2 separate regions of the Oryctolagus cuniculus genome follow, and region 1 is linked to region 2. A link is a contact called in public Micro-C data. All regions are on one chromosome and are shown on one strand. Each heading gives the region's core, a stretch centred on a gene start, on an enhancer-like site or on the middle of the called end of the contact. The rest is flanking DNA. Distances are from core to core; before and after follow the strand shown.

Evidence for each region. A called contact is a pair of places that touch in the nucleus more often than the background predicts.
Region 1: a contact with region 2 is called in a Micro-C map of ear pinna, with 3 times the contacts expected there. The contact joins the promoter of FBXW11 here to the promoter of NPM1 in region 2. A contact is called at or near these places in 2 of 6 Hi-C or Micro-C datasets (ear pinna and skin fibroblasts).

What each region holds. Positions count from the first base shown.
Region 1 is chr6:58,691,478-58,696,451 of mOryCun1.1, forward strand. FBXW11 (F-box and WD repeat domain containing 11) reads right to left here and starts at 3,352. Exons shown (of 13, transcript XM_002710378.5): 1 at 3,145-3,352. The coding sequence starts at 3,189. It overlaps LOC127490551 (a long non-coding RNA gene), which reads left to right and starts at 3,555. Exons shown (of 2, transcript XR_007918551.2): 1 at 3,555-3,762; 2 at 4,247-4,974.
Region 2 is chr6:58,113,095-58,117,773 of mOryCun1.1, forward strand. It overlaps NPM1 (nucleophosmin 1), which reads left to right and starts at 2,237. Exons shown (of 11, transcript NM_001171319.1): 1 at 2,237-2,294; 2 at 4,120-4,199; 3 at 4,669-4,679. The coding sequence starts at 2,237.

The DNA.
Region 1 (4,974 bases), core at 2,102-4,601, 580 kb after region 2:
AATGGACTTAGAATGGTGTATTCTGTTTCCAAAATGGATTACTACTTTTCTACCTTCCCCACCTCATAATAAAGCTGAGTTTACCAAACTCAGAAAAACAGGCCCGCAGAGCAGACATAGTACTTGGCCAATATAAGGCCAAGAAGGTCATAAGGTGGTTAAATTATTCACCATCAGAAACTGTAAAATCAGTTGTCTTTAAGATTCTGAATTCCATGCAGTAGGTAAGAGTTCAGAGAAGCAATCTTTGGGACCAGAGGTAGGAGTTTCAGCAGGGGTTATATTTTGGAGAGTTAATTATTGTGCTATCGCCACCTTCCTTTCCAAGTAAATTTAACTAAAAGTGCAAGGGGAAAAAAAAATCAAAATCAAAGAAACTGGAGGGATGAAGATTAAGAAATGAAGAAACTGCAAAGTCCGTTACCTCCTTCTAATATAGCACACTCTGGAATATCAAATGAAAGTTATCTTAGTTAACCATTAAGTTCCACACTGGTGCAGGCAGCACACTCACAAATATGTGAGTACTGAAGCTGACTCATAAAAATCTAAAATATTTCATACTTTAGCCTTATAAAATACCATTGGTTTAACCCATTCCCTCAGTCATGTTACTTTAAAACCAATATAAAAAATACGTTTAACTTAGTTCTGGAAACTGTACTTTGAAAATAGTAAATACTGAAAGCCACAAGCAATTGGATTTTTAAGGCATGATTCCTATATTTGATCCTGGATTTTACTTAATCAGTTTGCTAAGCAACTGCACTATATATCCTATACTAAAATAAATACATATAAGCTTATGAAAAGGGCTATCTAACAGTCTTAACTGATAGCCCCTTCAGGAAATACTGAAATCCTTAAATGAAAAATAATTTTAAAACTGACCATAACTACTAAATTCTCTGCTAAATTTTCTAAGAATCCCAGTTTAAGTCTTAGTTTATAATGTCCTTAGAAGGTTGAGCTCTCTTTTCAGATCAAAGACAAGTACCATATCATGTAAAATCAAATCTGCCCGCATTATGGATTTAGGAAGTCAGTAAATGTAGGCCAAAGACTTTTTATTTTAAGACACTCAAAGACACTGACTTGGGTTGCACAGTACATTTTATTCTAATGCTTTTGAAAATAAAGACATTTTAGTTATTTCTTACATGAATGGAAATGGAAGGAGCTCATAACAGCCCATTTCAAAGAGCTACCAAGTTAACAATTTTTCAACATGAAGTATTTCTCCTGTGGTGAGTACATGAATTTTACATCCTCAAGAACGTATCCTTAAGTCATATATGTAATTACGACTATGCAAATTATTTTACCAAAATTCCAAAAAGATCATTAAAGATTTTAACTGTTAAGATCATTTTACCCAAATTACCCACTACAAAAGTAGCAGAATACGAAACACTTGACTAAGTGGTTTGATAAAGTAGGCTGAAAAGGAAAATCACTCAGTAAATGAAGATCAAACAAAAACCCAAGTTGACATTAACCCTTTGAAAACAATGGCACATGTGCACACACACCCATACGCAAGAACTGGGAACTATCAGAATTTTTTCCCTAGTTTTCAAGAGTGCTGAGGAAGTCCAGCTTTGTAAGTTATGCAGAGGACAGTAAATATTAAGCTGCCTCAGAATTTACGCTACTGTACTTCCATTTTTAAGACCTGTATCTCAACTCCCCAGATGCCATCATCCACAGACACCATGCAGCTACCCCACAGACTTTCAGTGTCACCATTTATTATTTATAGCATTAAATGGGGGAAGTGGCTCTGATGTCACCAACCCTACCCAGTGGAATCACTGACTCAATAAACATTTTCACACTGGAGAAAATCTGGCTAGGAAAACATTTTGCTGGGTTAAGTAGATTCTTTAGCCTTTTCTCTCTCCACCCTACCAGGGTTGAAGTTGCTACAGTCTTGGGAGAGATACAAAGAAACTGTCGAGGCTTCTACAGGAAGAATCCCTGGGCATGGTCGTTTGCTGAAGCAAAGACTTCCTTCCCTCCAGAGCCCCGTTTGATTTATCTTCAATTGGCAGGTAATTCCTGCCATATTTTATTTCCTCCACCACATCGGCCGCCAATTAGCAAATTCTTCACTTCTGCTAGCCACTCTCGCATGGTCCTGTTTCTAAAAACTCCTCTGGATCCAAGTCGTAGACGGAAAGGGGAGGAGGGTGTCCGTGAACCGGGGAGTATCAGCCAATGGCTTCTAACAGAAGAATGGTCGCTCCCCCCAGGGGCCAAGGAACCCTCCCCCCCTCTTTTTTTTTTTTTTTTTTTTTTTAGAGAGAAGAAAGAATTGGCGGCAGTGATGAGCTCGACGGTCGCCTCGCTCCACCCCCCACCCCACCCCCAATTTCCCAAAGCAGCTCAAGGAAACGTGAAGTTATGGTTTCCCTTTCCAAGGGGATGGAATCCAGAGTACCTGGGGCCTCGCTGTGCAAACATCCCTCTCGGCTGGGTAGGAAACCCTTTGTCCGAGAAGCCTGACACCACAGGAGCCCAGGGAAGAGGCCCCTGATCCGTAACAGCCTCTGATCAGAGAGCTCCCCACCTCCCCAGTCCTGTAGGGCCTATCCCAGGCATCCACACAGCCCTGGGCTGGAGAGAGGGTGCTGAGACCCCTCTTAGGACCCGGAGGCCGAGGCAGCCCGTAACGATCTCCTCTGTACTCTCTCCCACCACCACCTCATTCGGCCTAAGTGGTGCTTGCAAGCGCGGTGCGGGCCTGAGCCAGAGAAATACAAGGTGCGCGCGCGGGGGGGGGGGGGGGGGGGGATGATCGCCTCCTAAAAGAAAGAGAATGAGATGCTAGCACGATGTGACCTAAAGCTACAGCATGAACGAGCGAGGGTCGTTCCGAAAGATGGGCCGGAGACGGGACAGGGACGGGGGGGGGTGGGGGGAGAACCGAGGGGCATGGAGGGGGCCGGGCCAAGTCCGGCCTGAGATCTCGAGGGATCGGGAGGCACCGCGCTGGGCCCGAGGCCAGGACACGGCTGGCCCGGATCTGGGCCGAGGCGGCGGGGAAGGGCCAAGGCCAGCCTCGCGCCGGACGTTGAGGTGGGCAGGCCCGCCTGGGGCCGGACGGACGGAAGAACGGACGGTCCAGCGGGCCGCACTCACCATGAGCTCGATGGTCTTGTCTTCAATCACCGAGTCGGGCTCCATGGCGGCCCCGGCGGCCCCGCCTCGCTCTCCCCGCGCAGCAGCGAACGGCCCGGGCGGAGGAGGCGACGGCGGAGGCTGCAGAGGCGGAGGCGGCTCTCGCACCCACTCTAGCTGCCAGCCCGCCCGGGCCGCCGGCAGCTCCGCCCTCCCCCTCGGCGAACGCAGTACGCACGGCGGGCACTACAGCTCCCAGCAGGCGCCGCGGGCCCCGCAGAGCGTTGTGGGAACGAGAAGCCGACCCCGAGCCGAGCTTTCCTGATAGCCGGAAGCCAATTCTGAGCCGAAAGTAGCACTGCCCTGTGAACGCGGGACGTACAGACCAGAAGAATTAAGGGCTGGCTCGGGGTAGGGTCTCGGGAGCGCCACGACTACATGTCCCAGAAAGACTTGCGCGCAGGTTCTCCTTCCGGCTGCCTTCTCTTGACTTCCTGGCAGCCTAAGGCTGCGGAGACCGGGACGGAAACTCGGAGACGACTCCCCGCTTGTCAGAGATCCTGCGTGTGCGACCAGTTTCCGCACATGCGCGATGGGTGTCTGCAGTGCCCATTCGACGCCTAAGTAGCGAGGCTTCGGGTCCGCCGGTGCTTGGGGGAGGGCGAGGGGGAGGTGGTGGAGACTGATGGATTGAGTGCATTAGGAAGGTGGGCTCTTGGGGCTCAAGTGTGGGAAGAGGACGGCAAGAGAGAGAAGCTTGACCGAGGGAAGCAGCTGGAAGGGTATGGGAGGACTGAGGGGGCTGGAGATGAAGTTGGGGAAGGGGGATGCTGACGTGCTGTGGGCCTGTCTGGCTGCCCCACGGATTAGGAGCTGAGAGACCAAAGGGAACGTGCGTGGGCTGAGCCGCTCTTCCTCATTCATTCGTTCAGAGCTGCTTTGTAAGCATCCACCTTTGCCGCGTACAGCTGTAGGCACAGGGAGTCAGCTCTCAACATGACTCTGTTCTCGTGGAGTTTAATTGTGAGAGGAAGGCGGCAGACACGAACGGGAAGAATGGCAGGTGCTCAGAAGCAAAACTTGGAGACTCCTCTCAGTTGAACTCAGCCTCCTGACTTTGCAGACTTCGCCATTCCTCTGACCAGAACCCAGCGGGAACACACGGAGGGTTGAACGCATTGCTTTTCCTGCTAGTTGAAGTGAGTGAGAGCACACACCAGGAGAAGCCGGAGGAGGGCGTCTCAGGAAGGTGATCCGGGAGACTTGAGGCCGTCGAGACTGTCAGGCAGTGGTGGTCATTCGTTGATCGTCCATCTCAATAAATCTTATCAGAAGGAAGGGAATTTTGGGTAGAGGCTTAAGCTTTAGTTGGTAAAGGAGCAGCAGCCCCCTCCAACTAACTGGAATGGGTGTTTGGTCATTTTTTGTGGTTTGGACAACATTGGTGTTTTATCTGCATTCAGGCATGATTAAGGATGGTCTCGGTTTTTGTCTTGACCACTCCTGGTCACAGCTTGGCCTTGTCTGATGTTAATGTTCTGTCCAATGATTCGTGTTCTACATGAGTGTACGAGGCCTAGCGGTCAGCTGTCATCTACTGATGTTACAGCCTGGATGATTGTACCAGGCCAGCTTCCAAGTGCTTTCCATTTTCCTCAAGTGTTTTTTCATTCTCACACCTGTAAAGCAAAGGGACTGGATGACCTAGAAGTGTTTGCATTTCCGAGAGCTAAATTATTGCAGTGATTTGTATGCATTGAAGACAGTGTTAAGTTTCATGCAGGTAGAGTTTGAAGTTTCATTGTCCTTATCTGGTGCTTTTCACCAAGAAATTGAAAGAAAAGCAATAGG
Region 2 (4,679 bases), core at 987-3,486:
CATTTTCTATCGTAAAATGTGTTTTAAAATGAAGAATTAAAAGAGAAGCTTGGATTTAAGAAGAATGCATCCAATGTGATACCATGCAAGCCCTAAAAAGAGTAGAGTGTGGAAAAGGAGTCCCATGGGTCCCTGTGTATGATGTCACGGCAAGACAACTAAGCCCCATGAGGGGGTCACTGAGATAAGCTGCTCAGTGGTTCTTGCCTTCAGACTTGAGACAGTAAGCCTGCTAGCCAAGCATCTCTGCAAACAACTGAGCCCAGTCTGCACTGAAACTGGTTTTTATCCATGTGAGTGTGGGCCCTTTGTTTTTCCTTCCCCACACCCCTTCAGGGGTATTGCTGGGTGGAGGGCTTTCTGAGCATGGAATCCCTCCCAGAGGGATTAGCTTAGTCCACTAAACTGCCCCCAAGGAGAGGAGTAGGACCCACCCAAGCACACTATTGACCCATAGCAAGACTTTTGAAATGTAAATGTTGGTTTGTTTCCAAGGCCTGTATCCTTGTGCCATCACACAAATATTCCCACTTTCAAAAAATTCCCATTTTCTTTGACCACTGGCACACAGATAGGCTAATGTCTACCAAGCTACGTTAATAAAGTTGGAGGACACTGGATAAAATGTGATCTTACTTAAACAATAAAAGAAGTATTTCTGAGTGTATGTACATATATTCCTAAGTACCCATCCTTTTACTGTGGAAGTCCATTTCTTAGGCTATATTCTATTAAACTACTTTCAGATATCCATAAAAATATAGGTACAAAGATGTTTACCTAAATAATATTTTTAGTAAAATTAGGTAGAAAATATGCCTATCAATGGAGGAACAAATAAATTATAACATACCTACATTATACTACCATAGACAAACATCTATCCAAAACATTTTTTTAAAAGTTTACTTATTTACTTGAAAGTCAGAATTACAGAGAGGGAGAGGCAGAGAGAGAGAGAGAGAGAGAGAGAGAGAGAGGTCGTCCATCCGCTGGTTCACTCCCCAAATGGCTGCAATGGTCGGTGTGGACCAGGCAAAGCCAGGAGCCAGGAGCTTCTTCCCCGTCTCCCACGTGGGTGCGGGGGCCCAAGGACTTGGGACATTAGGCCATTACCAGGGAGCTGGATGAAGTGGAGCAGCCGGGACTCAAACCTCAAACCGGCGCCACCATCACAGTACTTCCTAATTCGATGTATTGAGGTAAAAAAAAAAAAAAAAAAAAAAAAAAAAAAAAAAATTCCTTAAGAAGCCCAGCGCTCAGGGTCTGTGAGGTCTTACGTGTTTGTCAAGTAGTTTAAAATGCTAATTCCCAGGCTGCCTTCCAAAGATTCGAATTAAGGTTCCTGCATTTAAATCGAGTCAAACGTTTCCTTTCGCCGGGAATGTTAAAGGTTAGGAAGTGCACATCCCCAGAGGCTGCACCGGCGGAGGCGGCTGACTCGGTCCCCGTGTGGCCCCAAGTTGCCATAAAAATGAGGACTTTGTTGATTTTTCCTCAGAAAGGGCGGATTTATAAGAACACAGAGTCCTGTAAGTCTGGCCAATAAAGAATAAAAACCGTCGTCCACTCGTTCTCCCGCTCTGGCACCTGAGACTAGCTGTGGGGAAGCCATTAGCTCCGAGCCCAGGCTTTCGGGCAGGTCAAAATCCCGCGCTGATTATGCCATCTTGGAGGCTTGCGGGAGACGAGGGGATGGAGGAAGGAGAATGGAGCTGCTTTCTGGCTTATTCCCGACTGCCTGAGCCTCCGCATCCAGCACAGCGAAGGCCTGCTGTCGCCATCTTGCAGGGTGGGCTGCGCAGGCTCTTGGCGCGAAGCCGACGCGCTGGAACCGGAGAGGACGTGGAACCGCCGGAGGTGGGGAGCGCGCGCCGCAAGGGGAAAGCGCGCCTGCGCATCGGCGACGGCGGCAGAGGGGTGGGGCAGGGTTTCGAGTGCGCGTGCCCGGTGTGAGCCCGCGAAGTACCTGGAAGAGGTGGGGGGAGAGGTAGAGAGGAGTGTGTTGAAGAGCGCTTGCGCAGCAGCGCGACCGTACTGCGAGAAGGGGCTGAAGAGCACGCGCGCGGAGGCGGGACTTGGAAAGCTATCGCGAGATTTCTGGTGGCTATATATACTAGCGGGGAGCCCGCGTCCTTTCCCTGGCGTGATTCCGTCCTGCGCGGCTGTTCTTTGCAGCAGTGGGCGTCTAATCTCCGTCCGCTTTCTCTCCTACCCAAGTTCGTCCCTCCGCCTCATGGAAGATTCGATGGACATGGACATGAGCCCCCTGAGGCCCCAGAACTATCTTTTCGGTAACTATTGTGGGGGTTGAAGCGAGGCCGAGCAGGGCCTGGTGGTGGCTTTAAGGGTTGGGGGGAGGGGGCGGCGGGAGTCTGACTGAGGCCCGGGCTGTTGGAAAAAGGCCGGCAGACTGGAGGCCGGAGAGAATAGGGAGCAGACCGCAGGCGTCCTGGTGCTGAGCGGGGTGGGAGCTGGGAGCAGAGAGTGAGCCGTGTGAAAGGGGTGGGGAGGAGCGGCGGCCCCCGGCCTGGGGCGTGAGCGGGCCATGGCCCAAGGCCGTCTGAAGGTTCGGCGTTGCCTGGGCTGCGAAGTAGGATTCCAGGCGTGATTTTTTGTCCCGTAGTGTGTAAGTCGGCTGGCTTGTTGCTAGGCCGTGTTACAGGAGGTTGGGGGGGGTGCATGGAGGGGCGTGGAAGTCCCTGCTGGAGGAGGAGGTGGGTGCAGCCTGGCGTCCTCATCCAGAGTTCCGGGCCCGGAGACAGCTCGGGTGCCTCAGCCAGTGAACCGGGGAGGGGATGTGCGGCGGGGCTTGAGGAGGCCGCGACCGCCCGAAGCACGTGGTTGCCACGTGGTTGGGGGAAGGGAGGGGGTGTGGGCTGTACATCCGGGGCTCTGGCATCTTGTCACCCACCCACCCCCCGCCCCAGCCAGGGGTCCTGTGGCTGCTTTGAGACTGTTGGGCGGGAAGTGATAGGTGTAGTGGCGGATTGAACTAGGATTCTGGAAGTCTTTGTCCAGCGTCTGCAGCATCAACTGTACCGTAACTGGCCTTTTTAGAGTCCTCTTTCTGCCTCAGCTGGTAGACGGACCTAAACCACAATACAGGTCTGATGCTCAGAGAAGTAATTAGGTTAAGGTTGCGCTTAAAAACCAGATTTAAACAAAATCCTTGATTGCAGAGCCAGCGCTTCATAAGTGAGGCTTATTTTTTTTCCAGGAAGGGTGTAGCGGAGGTAGTCCAGCATGGATTTTGTTATGTTCACCAACGTTCTCGGGTTGTAACCAGAGATTGGGAACCACAGCGCCCCCGTCCCCCGCGAACTCACACTACTATGTATGCATAGTTTTAAGGAATTACAGTAGAACTTAATTCTGGGAACCCTTTGTTGGTTAGACATGGAAATAGATGCTAATCCTACCCCTAGTTTACAAACCATGTTGAGGTTTGTTAGCACTAGCATGCTTAAGTATCTATTGTGAATGGGAGTGAAGTGTAACCACGTAAATTTTTATTCTGGCAATAATTAAAACAGTTTCCCGATGGAGTGGGAGTAGATAATGTGCACGGTAGTGCACTTTAGGACTTAATTCTTAGCCATTTTTAGAGGTTTCTGGTGATTTTATAAACAATAATTCTTTTTTTTGGCCCTTTATATTGGAAGTGTCCTTGATTGTGTCTGTTGCCTCTATTTCTAATGTGCATCACTTTGGAATATTGACCCTTACAAGTTGATTCTTTTATGTTGGTACTTTTCTCTGTAGATGAAAGCTGTTCATCTGAGAAACCATTCTCATTGCTAATTTTCCACTATTGGGAGTTTAGATAGATAATTCCAGTTTTTTAAATGGTTGGGAATTAACTATTATATATTAGGCTTCATTATTGATATGTCTGCAGAAGTAGTAGTGCTTGTCTCAGTGTATTGAAAAATACTGTAATGAAAATGCAACTAATACAGACTTGTAAGGACCTTAAATGATTTTTAAAAATGAGTGTTGAGGAAACCAGAAAGAGACCATTCTTCCTACTCTGTGGTAGCTAAAGTAGAGGAAAACTACTTAAAAGGTTAGCTTTGTTAATTTTCTGCTTGTTAGAATTGCTTTTTTCTTTTACAGGTTGTGAACTAAAGGCTGACAAAGATTATCACTTTAAAGTGGACAATGATGAAAATGAGCACCAGTTATCTTTAAGAACGGTACTTAAGCTTTTAAAATAAACATTTCTTGATTTCAGCAATTTAATTGTCCCCTATTTCTCTGCTTATAAGAGTTTTTATGATTGGATATTGTATATACCTCATCAATAAACTTGATTAAAAAGCTGGGCATGTTCACTGCTACCTGGTAATCTGGTAAAGTCAAGTCACCGTTTTATTATCTTGCTTCATTTGAATCATGAAAGATCTCTAGGGTGTCTGCCAGACGAACCTACTCAGCTTTGTAGTGGGTGTTTAATAGGTGTTCTGTATAATATGTGTGCATTTTTAAGTATTTCTTCAAGTTTACTGAACATGAGAAATTGGTTTGCCAATCTTACTAAACTTGAAGGTAGTGTTGGCACAAGTTGGAAATAATGATAAAAGTCATATTTGGTATTTTTAAACACAGATTTCCGAGGCAGGATTGTAAAACAGTTGGAAATTAAAGTTTACAAACTGTTCACAGGTCAGTTTAGG